Regions from separate parts of the Mus musculus genome. Here region 2 is linked to region 1. A link is a contact called in public HiChIP or PLAC-seq data. All regions are on one chromosome and are shown on one strand. Each heading gives the region's core, a stretch centred on a gene start, on an enhancer-like site or on the middle of the called end of the contact. The rest is flanking DNA. Distances are from core to core; before and after follow the strand shown. Region 1 has its middle 35 kb from the start of Gm32897. Region 2 overlaps Kif1b (kinesin family member 1B).

The links. HiChIP or PLAC-seq counts read pairs in DNA pulled down with a chosen protein or histone mark.
Region 2: a FOXA1 HiChIP or PLAC-seq map of pancreatic cancer cells shows a contact between it and region 1. The contact joins two enhancer-like sites. A contact is called at or near these places in 2 of 115 datasets of contacts at active chromatin or transcription factors (embryonic stem cells and pancreatic cancer cells) and 1 of 9 other capture datasets (embryonic stem cells).

What each region holds. Positions count from the first base shown.
Region 1 is chr4:148,708,933-148,716,506 of GRCm38.p6, forward strand. No RefSeq gene overlaps it. Among named protein-coding and RNA genes, the nearest start is that of Gm32897, 35 kb to the right of the region's middle. Within about 2 kb of position 6,064, at least 60 of the 459 cell types and tissues checked have an H3K27ac peak or open chromatin away from gene starts, as enhancers often do. A contact at or near this core is called in pancreatic cancer cells, where this site is marked.
Region 2 is chr4:149,278,750-149,286,323 of GRCm38.p6, forward strand. The region is part of intron 2 of Kif1b (kinesin family member 1B); the gene reads right to left. Among named protein-coding and RNA genes, the nearest start is that of Kif1b, 25 kb to the right of the region's middle. Within about 2 kb of position 3,507, at least 56 of the 459 cell types and tissues checked have an H3K27ac peak or open chromatin away from gene starts, as enhancers often do. A contact at or near this core is called in pancreatic cancer cells, where this site is marked.

The DNA.
Region 1 (7,574 bases), core at 4,814-7,313:
CTCTCTCTCCGAAGGAAGCAGCAGAATATGGCTTAAGTGTCCTCTTAGCTAGAGTGGAGTGGGGTCAAAGGTGGCCGTCCTCAAACTGAATTAGAAGCCAGGCCTGCCAGAGGCAGCCGGCGCTGAGTCACTTAATCACATTATTTAGGAAAAATATAGGGGGGAAAGAGATAAAATGACTTAAAATGAACTTGCCAAGGAGGAAGTGGAGTTTTTAGATTTATTTAAAAAGCAATCCTTGGCCTGATGAAATAGGCTCGGGCCCGTGGCAGGATGCGGTGGGGTCCAGATCCCCGAGGAGGGAGGCAGGGGCTTGGCGGCACATTCAGTGGGGGCGGAGGGGCTTTCAGCCTGGTCCCTGAGCCCCATGGCTTCCAGAGGAGTCCCTGGAGAAGGTGGGGCGTATCCTGGGGTGGGGGAAAGAAGGTGCTTCTGGGATAGGGGAGCTGAGAGGCCCCCTCCTCTGGGAGTCTGAAGGATGGCTTTGGCATCTGTGAGGAGGAAACGGTCCCTGGGGTATCTGTGGGAAGAACAGGGCATGGCAGACATCTGTAGATTTAAACAATGCCCCAATGGCAGCTGGCAGCCACTGGAGATGATGGAGGGCAGAGTGGATGAGGACCCAAGGCTCAGAGGGAAGAATGCTTGAAGCCCCATGCTGACCGAAAGCATAACCACGCCCATTTTATAGATGAGGAAGTTAAAGCTCAGAGAGGGGAAGCTGTAAGTGCGTGGTCACACAGCTTATGAGGGAGACTTGGGATCTGAACCCTTCAGACCCAGTGTGTTTTGCTCCTGGCTCTGGGCTTCACCTGGAAAGGTATGGTGGAGGGCCGAGGGGTTGGACCTGAGCCTCTAACTTACCCAGAATGTGGCTTAGCTCTTCGTAGCCTAGGAGGCAAATGGGCATCTATCTGCTCATCTGGACCATGGACAGGGAGTACAGCCTGGTTGTGGAGCAGAAGGGTCCTTCGAGTGGACCTGGGTCTGGACTCTGGCCTTGTTGCTGAGGGAAACCCATATGTCAGAATGACACTGAGGACTGCCGGGGCCACCTGGGGACAAACCGGGTGGGCAGCTGTAAGGAATAGACATCTGGTTTTCTGGGAGAGACTTGTCAAGTTGACCAAACAATGCCAGGATAAGAACTCCCTCTGGGAAGTTGAGGCCACACCAGGAGTGGCCCTGTAATGTTTGATGGGGCCAGAGAGGCTATCTCTCCACAGAAACACACCAAGCCCAACTGAGGCTGTAGGTACACTGTGGCTCCCGGTCAGCTCACTGCTCATCCCTGAGTCCCACATCCCCACCTGTGAGCATATGACAAAGCCAGCACCCATCACTTCAGTGTCCCTTTGCATGGCCCCTGACACCGGGAACAGCTGTTATCAGGATGGCCAGGCTCCAGTCTACACCTGGGATTTTTTCCCCCCTCTCAGTCTGTTCTGTCCCTGTCCCTTCTGTGAGTGCTACGGAAGCTGACTCTGACTGTGCCACAGCCAGGCTCTTTCCCCCATCTGGCTCAGCAAAAGACATACCCATAGGGCAGAGCCAGCAAGGGCCCAGACACAGGACCCTGGTAAGCAGGAGTTCAGAAGTGGCACCATCAGGCCACAGTCTTTCCTTTGGAGACCACGCCCTCTCTCACTCATTCATTAGCATTCATTTATCCATTTGCTCCTTCTGAAAACACCCATGCTGTGTGCACAGCCAGCCAACCAATTACTATACCCAGTCGCCTACTCCCCTGGCAGGGTCATAGGTGAGAGGGAGGGACCTCCTCCCACCACATCATCCAAAGCTAAAGCCTCAGGCCTGTGGAATGAGGAGGAGGAAGAGGAGGAAGAGGAGGAGGAAGAAGAAGAGGAGGAGGAGGAGGAGGTTGCCAGGGAGCCTGGGCAGGGTTTAAGCAGACCTAGGTCCCTAAGGACCAGGATTACAGGAAGGGCTGCAGCCAATAAGGGCTCCCTCTACCTCTCCAGGAATCTCCCAGACCTTCCCCTCAGGAGCTGTGCCCCTCCTGACTTCTGGGCCCTATCTAATGACTTCTAGCCAAAATATTGGCTTCTCTCTTCTCTTAGACCTTTGTTTTCTTGTCTGTGAAGTGGGCAGACTCTCTCCCAACACTGAGTTTCCTCTCTCAGTGGTCCTCAACTGACCTAATGCTGCTACCCTTTAATACAGTTCCTCTGGCTGTGATGACCCCAACCATAAAATTAGTTTCATTACCACTTCATAACTGTAATTTTGCTACTGTTATGAATTATAATGTAAATATCTGATATCGGGGTATCTGATACGTGATCCCTGTGAAAAGGTTGTTGCACCCCCAAAGGGGTCGAGACCCACAAGCTGAGAACCGAGGAGTCGGCCTGTTGGGCGGACCCCAGGGGCAGGGACTGTGAGGTCTTAGTAAGAAGGAAATTGTAGGGGGCGTGTCCTTTGCTCATAGCTCATGCGGTGTGGCCCTGAGAGCCTCTGAGGAGACAAGTTTTAGGTTACAGAGGACACCAGCCACGCCCTGGTCCCCAGGCCCTATCTTGTCACCGTGTATCCCGGGCCAGTTTTTTTTTTTCTAGAAATCAAGCGGCATTCATCATAGTGACAGCGGGGGAGGGGGGGTTGGGGGCGGGGAGGAGAGCGCTAATGCAATCTCTGTTAGAGCCATGAATTGCAAATGCACACAGCCAGGAGGTGGCTCCATTGGAGCCTTCTGGGAGGGCCCAGCCTGTGCCATTCATGGAGACTCCGCAAGGACTTAGTGCAAGACTTCCTCAAATGTCATCCTTGCCCAGGCCCCAGCAGCCGCCTCCTTTTGGGTCCTTGGGGGTAGGCTAGGGCTTCAGGGCGGGCAGAAGTATGGCTGGTTGCTAGTGATTCAATCTACCTTTGTGTCTCAGAGATTCACAAGGGAAAAATAAGACACAGGAGCAATAGGGAGAAGCGGGTTGGACCAGTAGGGTGGGGCAGGAAGGTTCCTGGCCCCAACTTGGACACCTCACCTGCTTGGCTATCAGGAGGGCCTTACCCAGGAATCAGGGGCATAAATATGACCAGAAGGTGCCAGGGGCCTGGACTGGGTCTCTCACTGCACATAGCCAGGACATAGGCCCCACCTGCCACACCTCACTCCCCTGGGGCCATCTACAGGGCCCATATTCTCCTGGCTCCTAGCTCGGCGCCATCCCAGAGCTGCTGCCACTTCTGCACATATGTGTGCCCCACAGTTCCGTCCCTGTACCCCCCCCCCCACAGCTCTCCGCTCCCACACGTGCGCCCAGGCCTCGTGTGGATGCGCCCAGCCTGCTGCCAGCCCGGCATTGAGTCAGGGCGTGTCTGTCTGCCGCTGGCACCCAGTGTAGACGGGTAGGTTTGTTTTCCCTGTTATGTTTTGGGTTCAGGGGGAGAAAAAAATCTCCAAATGAGCTTCTTCTCCTCGGGCGCTTTTCCCTTCATTTTTTTTCTGCCCAGGTGTCTCTGGAGGGAACCTCATTGTCTGTTTCAAATTCATTTGCACTTAACTCATCTGAAAAGTTTTGCAAGAGCTGTTTGATGTCCAAGGAGCCTCGGAGCACCCCTCCCCCCTCCCCCCTCCCCACCCTTGTAATGAGCCCTTTAATTCACAGAGACCTAGAGCAGTCTTTGGACCAGAGTCAGAAGCCCGATGCCCCCTTCCCTTCCTAGTGTGGGAGAAAAGCACTCAGCGGGAAAAGGCTTGGGGATTGGCCTGGCCTGGAGTTGGAGAGCCTTTGTCCAGCTTGCCCCGTGCCCTGGGACACACCATGTCACAGGGCATCTCTCACTCAGTGCTCCCTATTGGACGGCTCCAGCCCCGCTGGATGCAAGGCCCAGCTGTTGGTGCACTAAGCCTCCTCCACTAATTAATGGGTGCCTGTGAGGGCTGACCCAATTCGCCCCCAAATTAATCTCAATTACAACGATTTGGTAAGAGCCAAGCTAGCCAGCCTGATGGAGCCGTGATTTCATCACCCGAGAACAAGGAGCCAGGACAGCTCAATCCTGATGTTATCAGCGGGGGTGGAGTGTGTGTGTGGGGGTGCTGGGTGGGGCTGTGGCCCCAGGCACCCGCAGCACTTATCAGCACCATCAAATTAGTTCACACCAGCTAATATTCACATTGCCAACCTGGCCCACCATCCCCATGCCCCCTTCCCAGTGACCAGGGATGGGGGGGGGGAGGGATAATCTTCAGCATGCAAAGTCCTGCCAAGGTCCCACCAGCTCATGGTAGAGAGGAGACCGTGAGTTACCTGTGGACAGTTGCCTGTGGAGGAGGATATGATTAGCTTGGAGACTCCTACTATCACAGAGCATGGGATCTAGAAAACCTTGTCCAGTCTGTCTGCTGCCCCTGGGCACAGAGAGATGAGGCCATGCTGGAAGCAGATTGGCTGCCGACAGCTACGCAATGGCAGCGCCACGCCAAGGGAGGTTTCTAAAGGCCTCTCCTATCTGGTAGCACCGGTCACTCCCTGCACTATCCCCTTGGGGCAGGGCAGGGATCAGTGACTCCATTTTACAGAAGGGGAAGTAGAGGCCCAGGGAGGAGACACAGCGGAGTGGGTGATACCACGAGCAAGCCTTGCTCCAGCAGGGACTCCTAGCCTAATGCTCTTGCTGTGGGAGCACGGTCGGCAGACCATACCTTCGCTGGCCAACCACTCGCTCCACGCTGCCTCCTCTCTGTGACCTTTGTTTCCTCATTGGTAAGCGAAAGTGAAAATAGTATAACACTAAAACCTGCTGCCAGGCCACCCTTGCAGGCCTTACCCACTCGAGCCTTGTGCGAATGTGAACACTGACAGTGATGGATGGAGAGGATTGTATCTGAGAGCTTCCAGCTGCTCCTCAATTCCCCAACCACAGGAGTTTTTTCCAGGTAACAGGGGAGTCTGTGGTCCCCTCCTTGGAGCACATGCTAGCTCTCTGATGGCAGAATCCAGGCAGCCAAGGCCAACAGAGGGAGGAAATCTAAGGGGCAGTTCCCTGGCACCTCACCACAGGCGCAGACCCTGTGTCATATTACTCCTGGAGACACTTAACACAACTGAGGCTGCTTACAAGCCCCCCTCCTCCTTCAGCGCCCCACTTACCCCCGCATCTTCAGCCAGCCCCTCATACTGTCTAGTTTTCCCTACTGTACCTTTTCTCTCTGAGCCTGGCTTGGCCACCGGAAGAGGGGCCTAGGGCTTGCCTGGAGGCCCTTTGGGCCCTCCCTAACTGGTGCCCAGCAGTGTCTACCCACCCGACCCACATGTGCTTGCCACCCTAAAAGGGAACACGAGCCCCACAAGTCTCCTGTTCACCCCCCCCACTTCCCGCAATGCCAGTGGCAGGATGATTGATTTTGCGGGAAGCACAGTTCTGAGGGTGGGGGTGGGGAGCCAGGGCGCCAGGGGAACCTCACTCCATTTGCTTGTGGCTGTGAGTCAAAGCTGGGTCCCACCGGGCACCCTGTGAGGTGTTCCCCGCCACTCAGTTTTGCTGGGGGTGGGGGTTGGTATGTGGGGTCTCTGACAGGGAGTCCAGAGTCACAGGGTGCCTGGCAGCATGGAGGGGCCTCTGTGGTACTGGCCTCCCTCGAGATCCTCAAGGTGTGTGGTAAAGGGGATTGTCCCAGCCCTCTCTAGTTTGGCATAAATTTGTCAGGATGGAGTCACGGGAAGATGAGCAGCCACCAGTCTGGCTGGGTCCCCTACTCTTTGTCTATGTTTAGGGGTCTTCAGAACTAACTGGGGACCGATATGGGAACAAAGAGCTATGTAACAGCCACTGGTATGTGTGTTACACACGCGTGCGCGCGCACACACACACACACGCACATTCACACTTGAGTGGGAATCTACCTACAGTTAGGTCCTCACATATAAGTGAATGTATAAAGGATCACGTGTGGCATAAATGAGTCACATATGGGTGAAAGCCAGGAGACACACAACAACACACACGACAGCCAATCCGAGGGCTCCCACACACCAGTAGCTTCAACAGGGACAGGAAGTGGGATTGTCTCCTGGTCCCTCTGGAGCTGGGACAGACCGAAACCCAGGGCAGGGCGTGACTCAGGGCCCTGTGAGTCAATAGGCTGCCTAGCCTGGCTTGGGGAGCTTCCTGGATGCAGGCCTCCAGGAAAACAAGCAGGATGCCTTCCGCCTGTCACACCTGTCCCTGAGCCTTGGGGCTTAGCATAGATGGAGGTGAGGAACTGCCATTCTCTCTAGCAATGCATAGAAGGTGATGTCTTCATCTGGGAAGAGGGCTGGGGAGCTTCACTGACCAGGGACCTGCGGGATATCTTCAGAAGGGAAGAGAGGAAAGAGGAGGGGCAGAGGAGGAGGAGGAGGAGGAGGAGGAAGGCGGAGGGGTGAAGAGGGAGAGAGAATCAGAAGAAGAGGAGAGGAGGAAGAGAAATTTACAGGAGACATTGAAAGGATGATGGGAAGAAGGTGGTTTCTGGGAGTAAAGGGCAGCCAGGGTTAGGGGCTCAGGGGGACGGAGGTCAGGCGATAGTTTTCTAAGGATGATCTTGCAGGCCTTGTCTGAGATCTAAGGAAGTCCCTACAGCCAGCCTTGCAGCAGGGCAGCAGGGAAGACCAATCACCTCGCACAGAAGCATCTAAGATCAACCTGAGACCATGGCCAGATGGGGGCAGCACCCTACAGCCCTACCTGATGTGTAGTCTCCACTGGGGTTCAAGAGGGTGAGGAAGTCTTGGCCATTTAGGAGTAGGTAGACCAGTACTGGGGGGGGGGGCACTTCATAGGGAGAGCATGTCAGATGAACAGAGGGGACCCCCAAAGACAAGGCAGGTCCAGGCTCCCAAGCCTGTTTGTAGAAGTCTTAAGTGACCATAGTAACCCTTCCTGGGTGATGGCATACCTAGGTATCCCCAGTGCTACATAACACCAGACTTTTCCTTGAATGAGCAGTAAGGGGCCTGCTTGCTTGGGAATATTGTGGGTGCCACAGTAAAGTCTTGGAGCAGAGTGTTCTCCCTCTCCCTCCCCTCTCCCCCTTGTTTCTCACCCCGTATACCATAGGTGTAGTTAGTTTATTATGACTGAGATATGGGTACATACTAAAAGACTTAGGGTGGCAGTGGTGTGGGCAGCTCCCTATGGCTCCATTTCAATAGCGATTTAAACATTTTTATTATATTTTTAAAAAGTATTTTGTGTGTGTCTGCCTGTTTGCTATCGAACTCATCTAGTTGTTTGAAATTCTGGCTTCATCACAGATGGCCATGCAGTGGAGGGAACATTCGGAAAGCACCGACTTATCCTTAACAAGCAACAATAAAAAGCCACTACCCCGTCATGGACTGGAGAGATGGCTCAATGGGTAACTCGTGCACGATTGAGGATCTGAACTCAAGTCCTCAGAAGCCATGAAAAGCCGGATTCAAAAGCATTCACATCTGTAATTCCAGAGGCTGTATGGGGAGACAGGAGGCACAGACAGGACAGTCCCTGGAAGCCAGTGGGTCAGCTTGCCTGGTGTACGCAGGCCAAACAAGAGACGGCTGTCTTAAAACAGGAGCAGCCCTGATGTT
Region 2 (7,574 bases), core at 2,257-4,756, 570 kb after region 1:
AAATAGTACAAAAGTCAACATCATTGCAAGAGTTATCAGAAAATACAGAAGACATGGTAATTCCTACTTCTTTTTACAAATAATGTAACTTTATGTGTCTGGGTGTTTTGCTTGCATGTGTGACGATGCACTTTGCATATGCCTCATGCCTAAAAGGCTGGAAGGGCATCAGATCCCCTGGAACCACAGTTACAGATGCCTGTTCACCACAGAATGGGGGCTGGGAATTGAGTGCCGGTCCTGTGGAAAAGCAGCCAGTGCTCTTAACCATTGGGCAGCGTCTCTGGCCCCTATGTTCTACTTCTTAAGTTCTGTATCTATCTATACAATTTATAAAAAATGTTTAAACTTGTATGGGAGTTTTGCCTGTATTTATGTTTATGCACCATTTACATGCCTGGTGGCCGAGGGCAAAAGATGAGTGTTAGGTGCCTTAGAGCTGAAGTTACAGATGGGGTGAACCGCCCTCTGGGTACTGGAAATCAAACCCAGGTCCTCTGGAAGTCCTCTTAACCACTGAGCCACCATATTTTTTTTTGGATTGTCTTTCAGGTGTGTGTGCGCGCGCGCGTGTCTGTCTGTCTGTCTGTCTATAGGGGTATGTGGAATGTGAGTTCGGGGACCTGAGTCCAGTAAAGGGTGTCTGATCCCTTGCAAGTGGAGTTACAAGCAGGCAGCTGTGAGGCACCCAGTGTAGATACTAAGAACCAAACTCAAACCTTCTGCTAGAGCAGTGCATACTCAAAACCAACGAGCCTGCCTTCCCACCCTTCTTTTTAGATTTAGTTTATTTTTTTTTATATTTTATTCTTTGTATTTATATGTGTATTATCTTGAATATTAAAACATTTCCTAATTAAAAGCATGTAATATGCACATATGTATGTACTACACACTTGGGGAACTGTAGGGCCAAGCTCTCATAGCCCAGGCTGACCTAAAAGTTGTGTTCCTTCTGCCTCCCCCTCCTGCACACTTGCAGTCACCACCAAGTTAAGTCTTATTCGCAGGCTGCTCTCTAAGTCCTCCTTTAGACATCTGAACAGCAGCTACAACTCCCGAGGTCTCAATGTATCTTTCTTCCCGAATCAATGACCCTTCATCCAGAAATTCTTCACTTTGCCTTGTGTTCAAACTCCTAATTCTCATGCCACTGTCAACACTGTCTACCTTAAGAAGGCCAGAAAAGAGCAGGATGGTGTCATTATCTACACTATAGATGAACATCGTTAAAGCAGTCATCACACGTGTCTCAAAGGCCTGACTGTAGTTTAGTAATGAGCCAGAGTTAATCCTGCTCTCCTTGCAATCACTTCCAGTAAAGATTACCTTCAGAAGGGGCTGGAGAGATGGCTCAGCAGTTAGGTGCTTACCACTCTTGCAAAGGACCACAACCACCTCTAATTCCCATTCCCCAGAGTCTGACAACTGCTGGATTCTCTGGGCTCCTACACAAATAAACTTACACAGGTACACACACATACACATAAATTAAAAAAAAAAAAATATATATATATATATATATATTCTTTTAAAAGCTAAAACTTAGAGGACTGACAAGATGGCTCAGTAGGGAAAGATGCTTGCCATCAAGAGACAACCTGGGGTTGTGGGGGAAGGGTGCTGAAGAGATGGCTCAGTGGTTAAGAGCAATTCCAAAGGTCTTTAGTGCAATTCCCAGCAACCACAGGGTGGCTCACAACCATCTGTAATAGAATCTGATGCCCCCTTCTGGTGTGTCTGAATAAGTAAATCAAACAAAACAAACAAACAAAACCCCTTGGTTTGGTCCCTGTGTCCTCCACGATGGAAGAAGAGAGCTGACTCCCTTACTCCCTGACCTCCATGAAACACCATGGTGTGTGTGTGTGTGTGCAATGTTTACACTCACACAAAAACTAAGTAATGTAAAAGTCTTAGCCTTCCAAAGTCTGCTAAATACTTTACTCCTCCCCACAACTGTGGGGAGCATAAATATACAAAATGTTTTCATTACGGAACCCTAGAAAACAAGGCTGTTAAAAGAAGATTTGTATTTAAAGCCCTTTTTATTCTGCAGAATAAATTTGTTTATCTAATATCTCAAAGTCACTAATGCAGTAATTACACTGCTGTCGACAAACTACCAAGGCTCTGCCTGCAGCTATAATCAACATATCAGCGTGGGAGCTCTGCAACTTTATATTAACTTCTCTCAAAAGCAGGATGTCTGGGTTTGTTAAAATCCTCGTGACGGACTAGGCATGGTGGCTCGTGCCTGTAATCATCCCACTCACGAGGCTGAGGCAGGAGGATGATTATTTGTGGACTTCTAAGGCTGCACAGTATGACTCTGCCTCAAAAACACAAAGCAAAAAGCCCAGTGATACCAGAGTAGCCTTCATCTGCTGAAAGAATCCTACGTCAAAAATTAAGGGAAAAGGGCACAAAATAAAATATTATATCCACCATTTATATTTCAAAACCATGAAATCAAAACCTACAGCCATAACCTTTTAGAGTCTTCTGCCAATACAGTAAAAGGGCAGAAAACATAAAGTAGATTTGAATAAAATACTTATAACCAAAAAGTGCTTTAACCATTTAAATATAACAAACTACATCCCTAATGTGATTTAAAAAAAACAAACCCAAACAGGTGTGTGTGTGTGTGTGTGTGTGTGTGTGTGTATATGTATATATATATATATATGAATGAATGAGTGGTGGCAACATCTCAACCCCAGCATTCTAAAGGAAGAGTTCAAGGTGAGCTTTGTTTACCTAGTGAGTTCTAGAACAGCAGGACAGCCAGGGCTATATAAAAAGACTCTATCAAAGGGGGGATATGAAAAGAAAAGAAAACAAGCCACAACTCTCCAATGTCACCATATGGTCATTCTTTAAAACAACAAAACATGAGACTAGACAGGCATGGTGGTGCACACCTTTAATACCAGCCCTCGGGAGGCAGAAGCAGGCCGATTTCTGAATTCGAGGCCAGCCTGGTCTACAGAGTGAGTTCCAGGACAGCCAGGGCTACACAGAGAAACCCTGTCTTGAAAAACAAACAAACAAACACACAAACCAACCAACCCCATGCGACTAGAGAGACTGCTTTTCCAAAGGACTCTGGTTCATTGCAGTCGCCCACAGGGCAGCTCACAACCTCCTGTGAATCCAGTTCTGGGAGATCTGACCTCTCTTCTGGCCTCCACAGGCATCAGGAGACCAGACATGCAGGCAAACAAATAAAACAGGACAAAATTTAGAACACACTTGCTTTATACAATTTTTTTTTAATTCTAAAAGCTAGATATGGTGGCTCAGGGGATCAAGGTAGGAAGATAAAAAGGTGAAGCCAGACTCAACGACACAGTGAGATCTTACACTCCCCCACCAAAACAAACAGCTGATCTTCCTAAGCAAATATTGAACAATTTTAGGAGATAAAGCTGGGGCCAGGGAGATGGCTGAGAGGTGAAAGTGCTAGCCACATACAGAGTTACTCACCAGAATCAACATAAAAAGGTGTAGTGTGGGTCAGCAGACAGCTCAGCAGTAAGGAACACTTGCTGCTCAATTCTAAGGCCTAGAGTTCAGATCCCAGCACCCACGTCGGGCAGTTCAATAACACTTGTAACTCTTACCCCAGGGATCTGACACCCCGTGGCCTCAACAGGCACCACAAACATAAGCATGTGCACACACATAAACAAACCACAAAGGCCAAGGAGCCTGGCAAACAAGATGACAGCAGAGTCAAGAGAACAAAGCAGAAGGCGGAGAACCAACCCCAGAATCATTGCCTTACTGCATTCTCTGCTCTGCCAAAACAAAGGGCTTCTGAGAAACCCCCAACCTTTCCCGTCTCCTCCCTCCCTTATAAAGATGCCCCTCCCCGGTGCTTTCCAATGGGCATCATACTACTTCAATTACTTTTATCTCTAAAATAAACCAAAAACTCTAAAAGGTTCTGCTTGCTGAATATTTCCTGCTTATACCCACATCATACACATTACTGAACAATACATCTGTGAACAACAGTATTTAGCCTACTGTAACGCACAATCCTTGACAGAGCAACCACTGAAGGCCTGCCCTCCCTAACAAACAGAAGCAGCAGACCAGCTTGCTAGCTCACCCTCCATTTCAGATCTCACTGGGTTACCAAACGCAATCACAGCACCTTGCTACTGGCATGAATATTTAAAAATTAACTTTAAAATGGACAGCAGAAAACCAAGGTCAGGTTTCCTAGCAGATCTTATTGTTGGGAGGGCATAGGGACACACACTTTTAATCCCAGCACTCCGAAGGCAGAGGCAGGCAGGTTAAGTCTCAGCCCACCCTACTTTACATAGGTTTTCCAGGAGAGCCAAGGCAAAAAGAGATTTCCCATGGAGGCCAGAAGAGGGTGAGGGATCTCCCTAGATCCAGAGTATTGGATGGTTATGAGTCACCCACCGCAGTGAATGATAGGAAATGAACCCAGTCCTCTGCAAGAGCAACAAGTGCCCTTAACTGCTGAGCTACCTCTCCAGCCCCCAGCTGTCTCTTGCATAGCTGTTTTGGTATGAAAACAATGTAAGCAGTTTAAAAGCTTATATATAATAAAATCAGTTTTCGGGCCAGTAAGAAGCACAGGCATTTACCACCAAGCCTGATGACCCATTCTTGATTCCCAGAACGCACATGGAGAAAGAAGAGAATCAACTTCCAAAAGTTGTGCTCTGATCTCCACATGTGCACTGTGGCACAAATACTGCCCTCCCCAACACACACAATAAATAATTAATGCAATTTAAATTTTTTAATGCAGTTCTTAGGCCAGCAAGAAAGCTCAGCAGATATGAGCACCTCCTGTGTAAGCCTGACTACCTGAGCTGGATCTCCAGGACCATGAGCCACAAGAAGATAAAGCTGACACTCCATGGTCGTTCTCCACATGTGCACCATGGCACAGCAGACATGTGCCCCCAGCCACCACCACCACACACACACACACACACACACACACACACACACACACACACACACACAGTCTCTGTCTCTCTTTGTCTCTGTCTTTTTGTCCCTCTCGCGCGCGTGTGCGCACACACAGGGTAAAATATATTTGAATAAGTGGATGGATGAAAAGCAGTTCCAAATATACACAGAAAAAGTCTCATCTAACTTATACACAATTATTTCTGACTTTAAACTTAACATTCCTAGCTAGCACAATGGCTCGACCAGTAAGTAGGCTTCCTGCTGAGCCTTATGAGTTCAACCCCTGGAATCCACAAAGTAAAAAGAGAAATGACCCACAAGGTGTCTCTGACCGCCACACAAGTGCACAAACGCACAGACATACACACAAAAAATAAAATAAATGCAAAAAAAAACCCCCCAAAAACCAAACCTCTGACTAAAAATAACTTTGGTACTAAGAATAACCACAACATTTTTTTTTTGTTTTTTCGACAGGATTTCTCTGTGTAGCCCTGGCTGTCCTGGAACTCACTTTGTAGACCAGGCTGGTCTCGAACTCAGAAATCCACCTGCCTCTGCCTCCCCGAGTGCTGGGATTAAAGGCGTGCGCCACCACGCCCGACTCAAAATTATTTTTCAAATATCCTTCTACAAGTATATATCATTGTATTTGATCCTTATAAATGGTCCTGGGTTAGATGGTTGGAAAGCAACAGCTTTGCCCCACTTACTGATTCTGGAAACTGAAGCCTCTGTCTCACATGGTATGCAGTGGCTATATCGGTGAGCTACCTCAACCTCAGGATTCCCATTTAACAAAGGAGAACCCTGAGACTCAAAAGTCTGAAATAAACAGTGACAACTGAAACACTGATCATAAGCACAAAGAACACGAGCTACTGAAACCATGAGGCACCCGGGTTTGGACGGGAGTGACTTGGTGCAGGCAAAGCACATGGTCTACCCCTGAGCTATCCTACTAGCTTTGGAATCCCACTGTTTTGTTTTCTGACAGTGTCTCATTGCAAAGCTGGGACTGGCCTCACACTTATTAAGTAGCCCAGCCTGACCTGAAAATCCAGATCTCTTGCCTCAACCTTACAGGTCTAAGCCTGGATGAAATCATGGTCTTGAAGAATATTCAAGAAACAGGAAAGGTATCCAACAGACTATTAAATGACAGACCACTTCAACAGTTTCATTAGATAAAGGAAAACCATTGTACAAACTATGTTATTGTTACTGAAAATGGAGAAAATAAAAGAGCCCTATTTCTATTCTTGTTTTTTTGTCTTGGTATTTTAGAGACAGGGTTTCTTTGTGTAGCTTGGACTGTGCTATAACTAGCTCTGTAGGCCAGGCTGGCCTCAAACTCATGCACATATGCCTGCCTCTGGTGCTGGATCAAAGGTGTGCACCACTACAGCCCAGTCATATGGCTGTAGATATCACCTTTAAGAACAGAAATAGGAAGGGAAAAAAAAAAAAAAAAAGGCAGCCAGATATCTATGAGTTCTAGACCAGCATGGTCTAGAAAAACAAAACAAAACAAAACAAAAAAGGTTCTCTCTCTCTCTCTCCCTCTCCCTCTCTCTCTCCTTATCAATTATGACTAAAGAGAAAGATAAGACAAATTCTATTTAGTGAATCCTTCTTATTGAAGGTACAACAGATAAGAAACACAACCTCAGAACGTGTCCAACTTTACGAGAGCACTGTGCAAAGTAAAAACCTGTACGTCAGCACTGTGTCCTACAGGCGAGGCCTACAGCAGAGACATGAGGAGGATCATCACAGGCAGACTAAAGAAACCTGAAAGAGTAAGCTATGCATCTACTCGCTCTGATCTGCTGAGAAATGGGTGAATAAGGCCGAAAGATGCTCAGTGGTAAAAGTGTTTGCTACGAAGCCTAATGACCCAAGATTGATCCTTGGGACCCACAAGGGAGAAAGAATCACCTCCCTAAGCTGTCTACACACATAAATAATTAATATATATAAATACCTATAACACCTAGAGAGGAATATATCTGTAACAATAGTATCTATCGGCTAACTATTCTAACACTACCCATTATTTCCTAATATAGAAAATAATTACAACACTGACAACAATTACTGCTGCAAAGTGACAGTTAAATCCAAAGACTCCTCTTTTGTTTGTAGAAGCAGCCAAAAAAATACATCATCTCTCTCTTCCTCAATGCAGGGCTATAAATAGAACTCCACAGCAGGCACTTCTAAATAAACACAAGATAGACCACACACACACACACCAAAACAACAGGTTCCAACACTAATATTCTATCAAATTGTGTTCATAAAACTCTTGGAAACAATTAGATAAATAGAAACAGAAGACAGAAGAAATACTTCTAATTTACCAAAAACTAGTATTATTTTTATCACATATAAATATGTCTCAACATGATATGCTGAAGAATTTTTAGGCAAAATGAAAATATAACAAAACAAAAAAATACCAGGGGTCAAGGATGTCCCTCAGTTAGCAAAGCTCTTGCCTAAAGCACATCACCTCATATACCAAACAGACTAATGCATGCCTCTACCATCAGCCTTCAGGAGGTGCAACAGAAGGGGTTAGAGGTCAGCCTGGGCTA